2 separate regions of the Drosophila melanogaster genome follow, and region 1 is linked to region 2. A link is a contact called in public targeted proximity ligation data. All regions are on one chromosome and are shown on one strand. The core of a region is the stretch at or near the end of the contact, and the rest is flanking DNA. Distances in the headings are between cores, read along the strand shown.

Evidence for each region.
Region 1: a targeted proximity ligation map of the Kc167 cell line shows a contact between it and region 2, with 3 times the contacts expected there. A contact is called at or near these places in 52 of 107 Hi-C or Micro-C datasets (the Clone 8 cell line, the Kc167 cell line, the ML-DmBG3-c2 cell line and 19 more) and 1 of 7 datasets of targeted methods (the Kc167 cell line).

Annotation. Positions count from the first base shown.
Region 1 is chr3L:10,369,613-10,373,814 of dm6, forward strand. No RefSeq gene overlaps it. Among named protein-coding and RNA genes, the nearest start is that of mir-276a, 6.5 kb to the left of the region's middle.
Region 2 is chr3L:10,337,182-10,341,087 of dm6, forward strand. All of the region lies in intron 1 of lncRNA:CR46006 (long non-coding RNA:CR46006), which reads left to right. Among named protein-coding and RNA genes, the nearest start is that of lncRNA:CR46006, 16 kb to the left of the region's middle.

The DNA of each region.
Region 1 (4,202 bases), core at 1,674-4,173, 33 kb after region 2:
AATCAATTAGATATTTTTGTGTTTAAATATCTTTGTATGTTTTAAATATCAAAATATAAATTTCTAGTATTTAACCATATATGTAAATGAGCTAAATTTATATATTTTATTTAGAGTTGAGTGTACAAGTAATTTACTTGCTAACTCTTTCAAACCTTTTTGCATTTGACGCAGTTTTTTTTTTGTAGTGTATGTAGGTTGGAAAAAGTGAAATATATAACCCCCATACACTTAATGGCAGCGGCAGCAGGAAATGCTGGGCCACGATCTAAGCCCAGTACGAAACTTGTTTCGTTGGCCGGTCAACCCACATACTGCCCGTATTCAACTATACTGACGTCCGATTTGCGAGCCGGAGAACGATCTAAACAAATCATTTAGATCATTTGTTATTCATTGAAATGTATTAATTTTGAATTCAACATTCAGCAGCGAAGCAGTCAACATTGTGTGCGGCTTACCGATACAAAGTGTGTGACTTTTGTATCTGTATCTTACACTTTTTTCTTCATTTCATTTTCTTTCGTTATTATTATTTTTTATTTTTTCGGACTCTTATTTATTTGAGTTATCGCCGGTGTCTCCACATTATTTCACTGTCGGATTTGCGTAGCATTGTTCGGGCAACGAAAACTTGAACAAAACTTCGAGCTGCAAACTGAAAACGAAAAGCCAAAAGCCAAAAGCCGATTTTCAACTAGATACGCTGGATTGGCATTGCCCCTAACGGATTGTGCGGCGACATAAGCTTTGATGGATTTTGACATAAATATGAGTTGGAATTTCGTGCGAGCGCGGCCATGTTTGGCATGCCAAAAGCAGAAAAGCAGGGCTTATCACTCCACCGACCATATAGACACCATATAACCGATCTATGCTCGAATCTATACGATCGATGAACGGAGTGGATTCGATTCGATCGGATTGGATTGGATTGGCAGCCAAACTGACGACGACAGGCCAGAAAATAAAAACACGGCCGTGTCCAAAAGCCACGACTATATGGATATGTATATGTATATATAAACATATATGCGTTTGCTTATGGGCATCGATCGGACTCAAAAACGAACGAACACACAATTTATGCTAATCCCCTTGCTGGCCATAATTTGTATTTTGTTGCTCAGTGTAGCCGATGAATTTTAGCAAAGTGAGCGCGTGTGGAGCATGTACAAGCAGCAGCCAGTCGGGTCCATCCCATTGTGTTTAAATGATTAATTTACATAAATATTTTTATGATTTGCCAACAAAACGGCCGACAACAGAGAGAATCTGGCAAGCTTCCAGGCTTACACTTAAATTTAAGGAGTTTTAATCATTTCTTATTTCATTTTTAAATCAGGCTTAAAACACCTTTTTAATTGATACTTCAGAATATTTTATAGCCATGCCTTTATTGCTATATTTATATTTTATTTTTTCTTTCATTTGATATTTAACAAATCGAGGATTTGTTTTAAATTAGGAAGGTGTATCAGTTGTTCTTTTTTTTCTGAGTGTGCAAGGTCCAGTGGCTCTTATGCAATCCACGCAGTTGGCCGAAAAAGTTGCGCCCCTTTTTTTTTAAACTTCTGTTGGTTCTGGCCACGTGCCTTTATCGCACTGGGAGGGAGTGAGAGGGAGCGGCGCAAGAGGGAGGCAGAACTAGTTCAAGCAACTGTAAAAGCCAACCTCTATGGGCTTCGCTGTTTTTTTAGCCGCCACTGGGTGTCATCAACCTCAAACGTCTTTTGTCTTTGGCTTCGGCTAAAAAATAAAATGAAATAAAGAGCCCAGATGACAGGCTTAGTTGAGGAACCGATGGAACCGGTGGTTCTGAAAGGAAGGTGCGGATGCACAGGACACAGGACGTGAGCCACATGTGACTCAAATGCTCAAATGCCAATGAACCCAGAAGAACGAACGACGACGACCAAACCAGGAAGTAAATTTCTGCTTCCTACATCAAACGCACTGGCTGGCGGCAACAGGTGTACATAGCTTTAGACCCTCTTTTCCCGCAAGATTTCCCATCATCATTGCCATCGAAATAAAATATACTATGAACATGATATCTGCGTCAGCAAATGGATGCCGCTCCTGCATCTTGTCAAATGCCATTTAGATAAGTAAACGATCGCCATAATCTGCAATCTATAAGGCATATATCCATAATGGCATTTGCATAAATTAGATATGTAATTCAGTGACCGGCGGGATTAGTTAAATGCAAAGATATCGAATGGCGCGAAAGGAAACCACTTTTGAAGTTGATTAGACTTACACTACACGCTATTCTAATTATTTTCAATTTCCAACAGATTACGTTTTAAATGTAACCATATAAGTAAACTCATTATAAGTGAAGACATATTTTTTTAAATGCAGAGTTACTCAAGTGAAGAACAGCTAGACACATAAATAAGATCATTTTATATTATTATATTCAATGGCAGCAAATTGCAAAAAGGAATATATTTATAATGCGAAATATTGTGATTTAACTTAGCTGAAACTAAAATCATTAATCACATTTTAAGCACATACATCTCTTATCTCCTTTGGTTGCTGTATAATTAAGTTTTCCATATATAATTAATACTTTCATTCGATTATTTTATTCCCAGTATGTTTTTTTTTATAGAGATAAGTTAATGGTGACCCCATGACAGAGACTTGGTCATCGACACCGTCATCCCAATCTCACACTCTATAGTTGTTGTCGTTGCCTGTTGCTGTTCGTTTAGCTACTCAAACCCTTTTTATGCAAATTTAAGAAAAATATATGAGTGAAAAATATAGCAGCAACAAAATGCTGTATAAATTTATATATATGTATGTATATATAGAATTATGTGGATGTGGATGTTCGTGTGTGGAGACTTTGTAGATAAATTTGCATATTTCAGTCGTTCATAATCCAAGTCTTCCTTAAGTCGAAGTCTGAGTCTGCGTCGCAGACCTTAAGGGGAAATCAGCCAAGCAGCAACGAAATCGACAACTAAAAAAATAAGTATATATACATATATTTATAAAAAAGAAAAAAAAAGTACAGGAACAACCTGGCTACGCGTCACTTTGAGAGGCGTCGAACCATTTGAAATGCCACACCTAACTAAATTTAGGTGTTTTTTCTTCATTTTACCTTGCGCCTACTACCAAGTTTGTTGTTTATTCCTCCGCATGTTTTTAATTTACCATATTTTTTTACCACTCAAAGGAGGTAGAAAAACACCTATATCACCTAGGCAATTTCTCCTTTTCGAATGAAGGAGGCGGGGTGAATCTCTAGTCGGTGATTAGCATTTTTGTTGAGTATTTAATTTGATTTTATTGAATTTGTTATCACGCTGACAAGTTGCCGGACCACTTAGCGGAATCGAGGAAACGGTTATACACAAATATTTCAATGCTTTAATGTTTCCAGTTTTTGCGTTTTCGATTTCGTTGTTTTTTAGTTGTATATTTTGTTAGTTAGTTTATTTGGCACAAGACACGTGCGTCTGGAAAAGTTCTGTTGATGACATAGAACGGCTGTCGCACATCATCACACCCTAAAAACGAATTGTCATAAAAAATATTCACGATTTCATTTTAAACGTTGAATTAATTTTAAGCTTTTGCCGGCAGATCCTTATCTATGCTAAAATGTTTGCCAAAATAAAACAACGCAAGCCATAAATGTGACTAAGTAGGCAGTGAGTAAGCAAACACGAAAAATCCATACTAATTAATTGTTCAATCAGATAACACTTGACTTTTGATATAAAGACATTTCATTTCCCTGCTAAAAAAGATATTTCACAAAAAGAAATTAATGGCAGATACGAAAGTCTTCAGTGTTGTTGCTGGAGCTTCATTAATTTGCTGCTTGTGGCTAACAAACTGTATTTTTTTCCTGTTCATTTGGCTAATTTATGACTGGCGTTGGCTAATTTTGGCAGGCACTGTGTCGTCAGCACCCTAATAACAGTCAAGATAAAGAGAAAAATTGGTAATAAGGGGAAGAACAATTCGGGTTTAATGATCTTCGATTGATAGTGTATTATTTTAGTGAGTAAGAGTGCCAAGGATTGTCTATAAAACTGTATTACAATAAAAATATAGTACAATAAAAAATAATATTAAGTAAAATAACTGGTATTTCAATTAGGTAGAACACTAACCATAGAAACCAATCGAAGACAAATAAAATAATTGTGTGATTCCCACAAAAACAA
Region 2 (3,906 bases), core at 955-3,454:
AAGGGTAGAGAGTTGAGAGTAGGACTAACCTTTATGCAGTTTTGTATCTATGAGATATACGCACTGCGTAAAATTTCATTATAATAAAGAATGCGGCACTCCGAAAAGGAGTTTGCCAACCCATTACAACCGCGCTTATCATAAATTATGACCCAGAAATATGCGTAGAGCCAATGTCATAAACATAAACTAGGCGAATTAATTGAGACAGAGAGAGATGGCTGCAGGCAGATACCAATAGAGCGGCTCATAAAGCCCGAAAATTATGCGTTTTTAAGTCATGACCCATCCCATCCCACAGTCCCATACATACGATTGCACCTGCCTTCGCAGATGGAGAATCCAAACCGGACCACATACACCTTTGTGAATATATTGTAGACCAACGGAGACCAATTGTAGCATTAGAGCGGCATTTGGCCAAAGTGCCAAATACTACCTGAGACACTTACAGCTGAGGGGAAAATAATAGCATTCGCTAAAGGAATTATATCACAGAATTAGTTTGGAGATTCCATTAGTTAAGGAATGACCAAACATGAGAGATTAGTTTAGAAATCATATGATGAACAAGTTCATCTCAACTCGCCAGACCTTTGACACTTTGAACTGAAATATTTTCAATAAATTTATATAGTATTTCTCAATCTCTTAGAAGTATTAAAAATCTATCCGTATTTTACTCCATTTCTAAGCCTGTTGGCATACAAAATCCTCCTCTACTGACACTATTTCATTGACCTCTGGTATACGTTAATCGCAAAATAGAGATCGAGTGAATGGCCTAGGCCTAATTGAGTTTTGAGAGTCGTTACACTTCATCGCAATGGGAGTAAATTAAACTATCATTAGTTTACCCTTTGGCACTTTTGTCACTTTTTTTCTGAGCGGCGGCTTTCGGCCTGGTCAGAACATGTGAAGTGGCGCGTTTTCCTCTGTTATGTTGTGTACTTTTGTGCTGTATTTTTTTTTTACAGAATTTTTGTATTCTTCAGCTCTTTAGTTTTTTTTTTTTTCACCGTCTTCTCTTGTAGCCGTAATAATTTTGTAGGTTTTACGAGTGCCGCCAAGACAATTAGGCATTTGTTATGTTGTGCTGTTGGCCAAGTGTGGGCATTTTGCTTAGCGGCTTTTCAGGCTTTGATGTGAGCAAGTGAAGAAAAAAAAAACGGGGGAAAAAAAATAAAAAGGGAGATGAGGGAAAAAAAGCGACGAACGCGCGCGCCCGCAACGAATCTAACGCCTTTTCAAACTCAGTTCTCAGCCAGCTTTGTTGCTTTGGCTTTTTGGTAGATACACGGCTCTTAACTTCTGCCGCGTTGTTACTGTGCCAACAATATCGAAGATTTATTTTTCCATTATGGCCAGCCGGCATCGTTGTGGGTGTCGGATGCCCCGACACAAGCCATTGGGGCATGACGAGCCAAAAAACCAAAAAAAAAAAAAAAAAAACTAAAAGAACAAAAAAATAAAAGTCAAACAAAAAATTTTTGGGAGCGCAATGATCAGACTTTTTGGCGGTTTTAGCAGCGGTTTGAAAGCATGTGCAAAATAAGCTTAATAAAATAGTTATCAGCTTTGACTTAAGCGGTTTGAACAGCGCTTATAAAATCGCTAGCCAGCTAGTTCAAGTAAAAAAAAAAAAACAAATATATACATATAAAGCGAGTGGGTTGATAAGTCAATTACAGAAATAACCTTGAACAGAGTAAAGCCAACGCAACTTTTACCGCGACTAATGATAGCCGAGCTTAAAGGTATTTTAAGAGTTTTTCAAGTGGGTTTTCAGATCGATTTTATGGGTGGTTATAACTACATTTGAAGGTGATTTTACTAAAAATATATCTCAACTTACGAAATAGAAAATTCTGGAGTCAGAATGCTCCGTTTAAACACCATACTGATGACCAAACCCAAAATGCAATAAAAGATCACATTAATTAAAATACATGATATTCAAATTAGCTGAAAGCTCTTTGCAAGTGTAGGTATACATATGTATATATATTATATTTAAGTCAACTAATTAATGACACGCTATAAAAATATGCGAAATGGAAAATGTTTATGATAGAAAGTCGTGGAACAAATTTCCAAACAGATCAATACGGAAAGAAGGCGGGATCTGAGGCTATAAAAACCCACAAAAAGCTATTCAGAAATTCTCATTCTCTGTAGTGTATACCCTTGGCTTTTGTTCCTAATGATTCACTTGCCGCCGTGCGATCGCTATTGTTGTTGCTGTTAATGACTTGACAGTAAAGTAGCCTACACAATTTATAGCAAAACCGAAAAGTAAAAAAAAATATATATATATATATAAATGAAATAGAAACAAAACTTGTCCGCCTACAATTTCTGAGCTGTGAGTTTCTTTTCAGTTTGAGTTCGGCTGCTCGTTTCGTTTTTGTTGTTTTATGTTTATTTTTTTTTTTTGTTTCTCCTCCTCTGATTTTAATTGAAACATTTTTGACCATATTTTCTTAATGATCTGACATGACATGGCGTCTGTTTTGTGTATGTCTCGGTTGCCTCACATCGCGCATTATAAATTCAAAGCGATTTCCACTAATTTAAGCACAGCCAACTAGCCAAATCAGATATACCCAATAATAATAATATACTATAAGCATGAGATAGATGCCAGCATAATAAAAGCGTTGACTGTGTGACATTTGAATTGCCGGGGATCGCGCTTGGACATATGTACATATGTGACATATGTGTATACCCCCCCCCCCATATCATTATTATAATTTGTTCATTATGTACCGCTCTTTATAGCTGCAGTTGCCATGGCAAACGCCAACGCCTTTGGGCCACAAAAAGCTGCAAATGTTGGCCACATTCACCATTGTTGCTGTTGCCCGGCACTTGTCGTTAAAAAATGTGTTGAAAATGCTTTTTTTATGACACGAAATGAGCCGTAACCATAAAATTGAGCCAAAAAAACCCAAAGCACCACACAATAATGATGGTATTATATGCCTTCTGGGGTTTTTCTTAACGTATGCATTCGATGTTTTATCACCTGGCCGAAGTATACACTTCTTTAGTTTAATTCAACTATAACGATAAGTTTCATTTAATTTACAGGGCTAATGGGGAACTCGTGAAATTGATCTATACTTAAAAGTTTCTTTTAAGAACTCATTTGTGTTTTAAATAGACAACGGTGTACCAAATTTGCATTTGCATTGCTACGAAAAAAAAACAATACCTATTAACATAAAATTGTATAAAACGAAATCTTTAAGCTTTTTTCTTTTTGCACATTTTGCACTCATTCAAATAAATTTCTTGCCAATTCACAAATGGTGAGACAACTCCTTGTGACTTCTGGCTACCATTTATTTTCGAATCTGTGATCAACTTATAATACCTCGCTAATTGAGTTGATTTATGCAGCTGCCGCTCTGTAGCTTTAACCCATTCGATTTGATTCATTTGAATTTATTTAGTTTTCATAATTTCTGTATGCTACGCTTAGATTTCTTGTATTTTTTTTGTGCCTTTTGTTTTTGCTGTTGCGCTGGTCTTTGTTGATTCTCGCTATCAATTTCAATTTCGAATTTATATATATATATATAGTATTTCTTGTCGCTAATTTTGCCTGGTCGGGTTGTCGCGTTGTCTCGTTGCTGTGTCCACACTTGCTATTATTTATTTATGTATGCGGAGGAACAGATTGCGCGCCATGATTTATGCCTGGCACATTTTATGGCTATTTTGTTGGTAATTTATTAACAAGCTTGTTAACAACAGTCTGCTCAGCGCATCGGCTTTTTGGCCCGGCCAGGCCCGGCCCGACCCCAAGCCCAAAACTCCCAGCCTGGTGTGCTGGTCAATATGCAGATGGCCAGCTCAGCGAGCATTAAACGCTACAAGCCTGAGCTATTGGCCTGG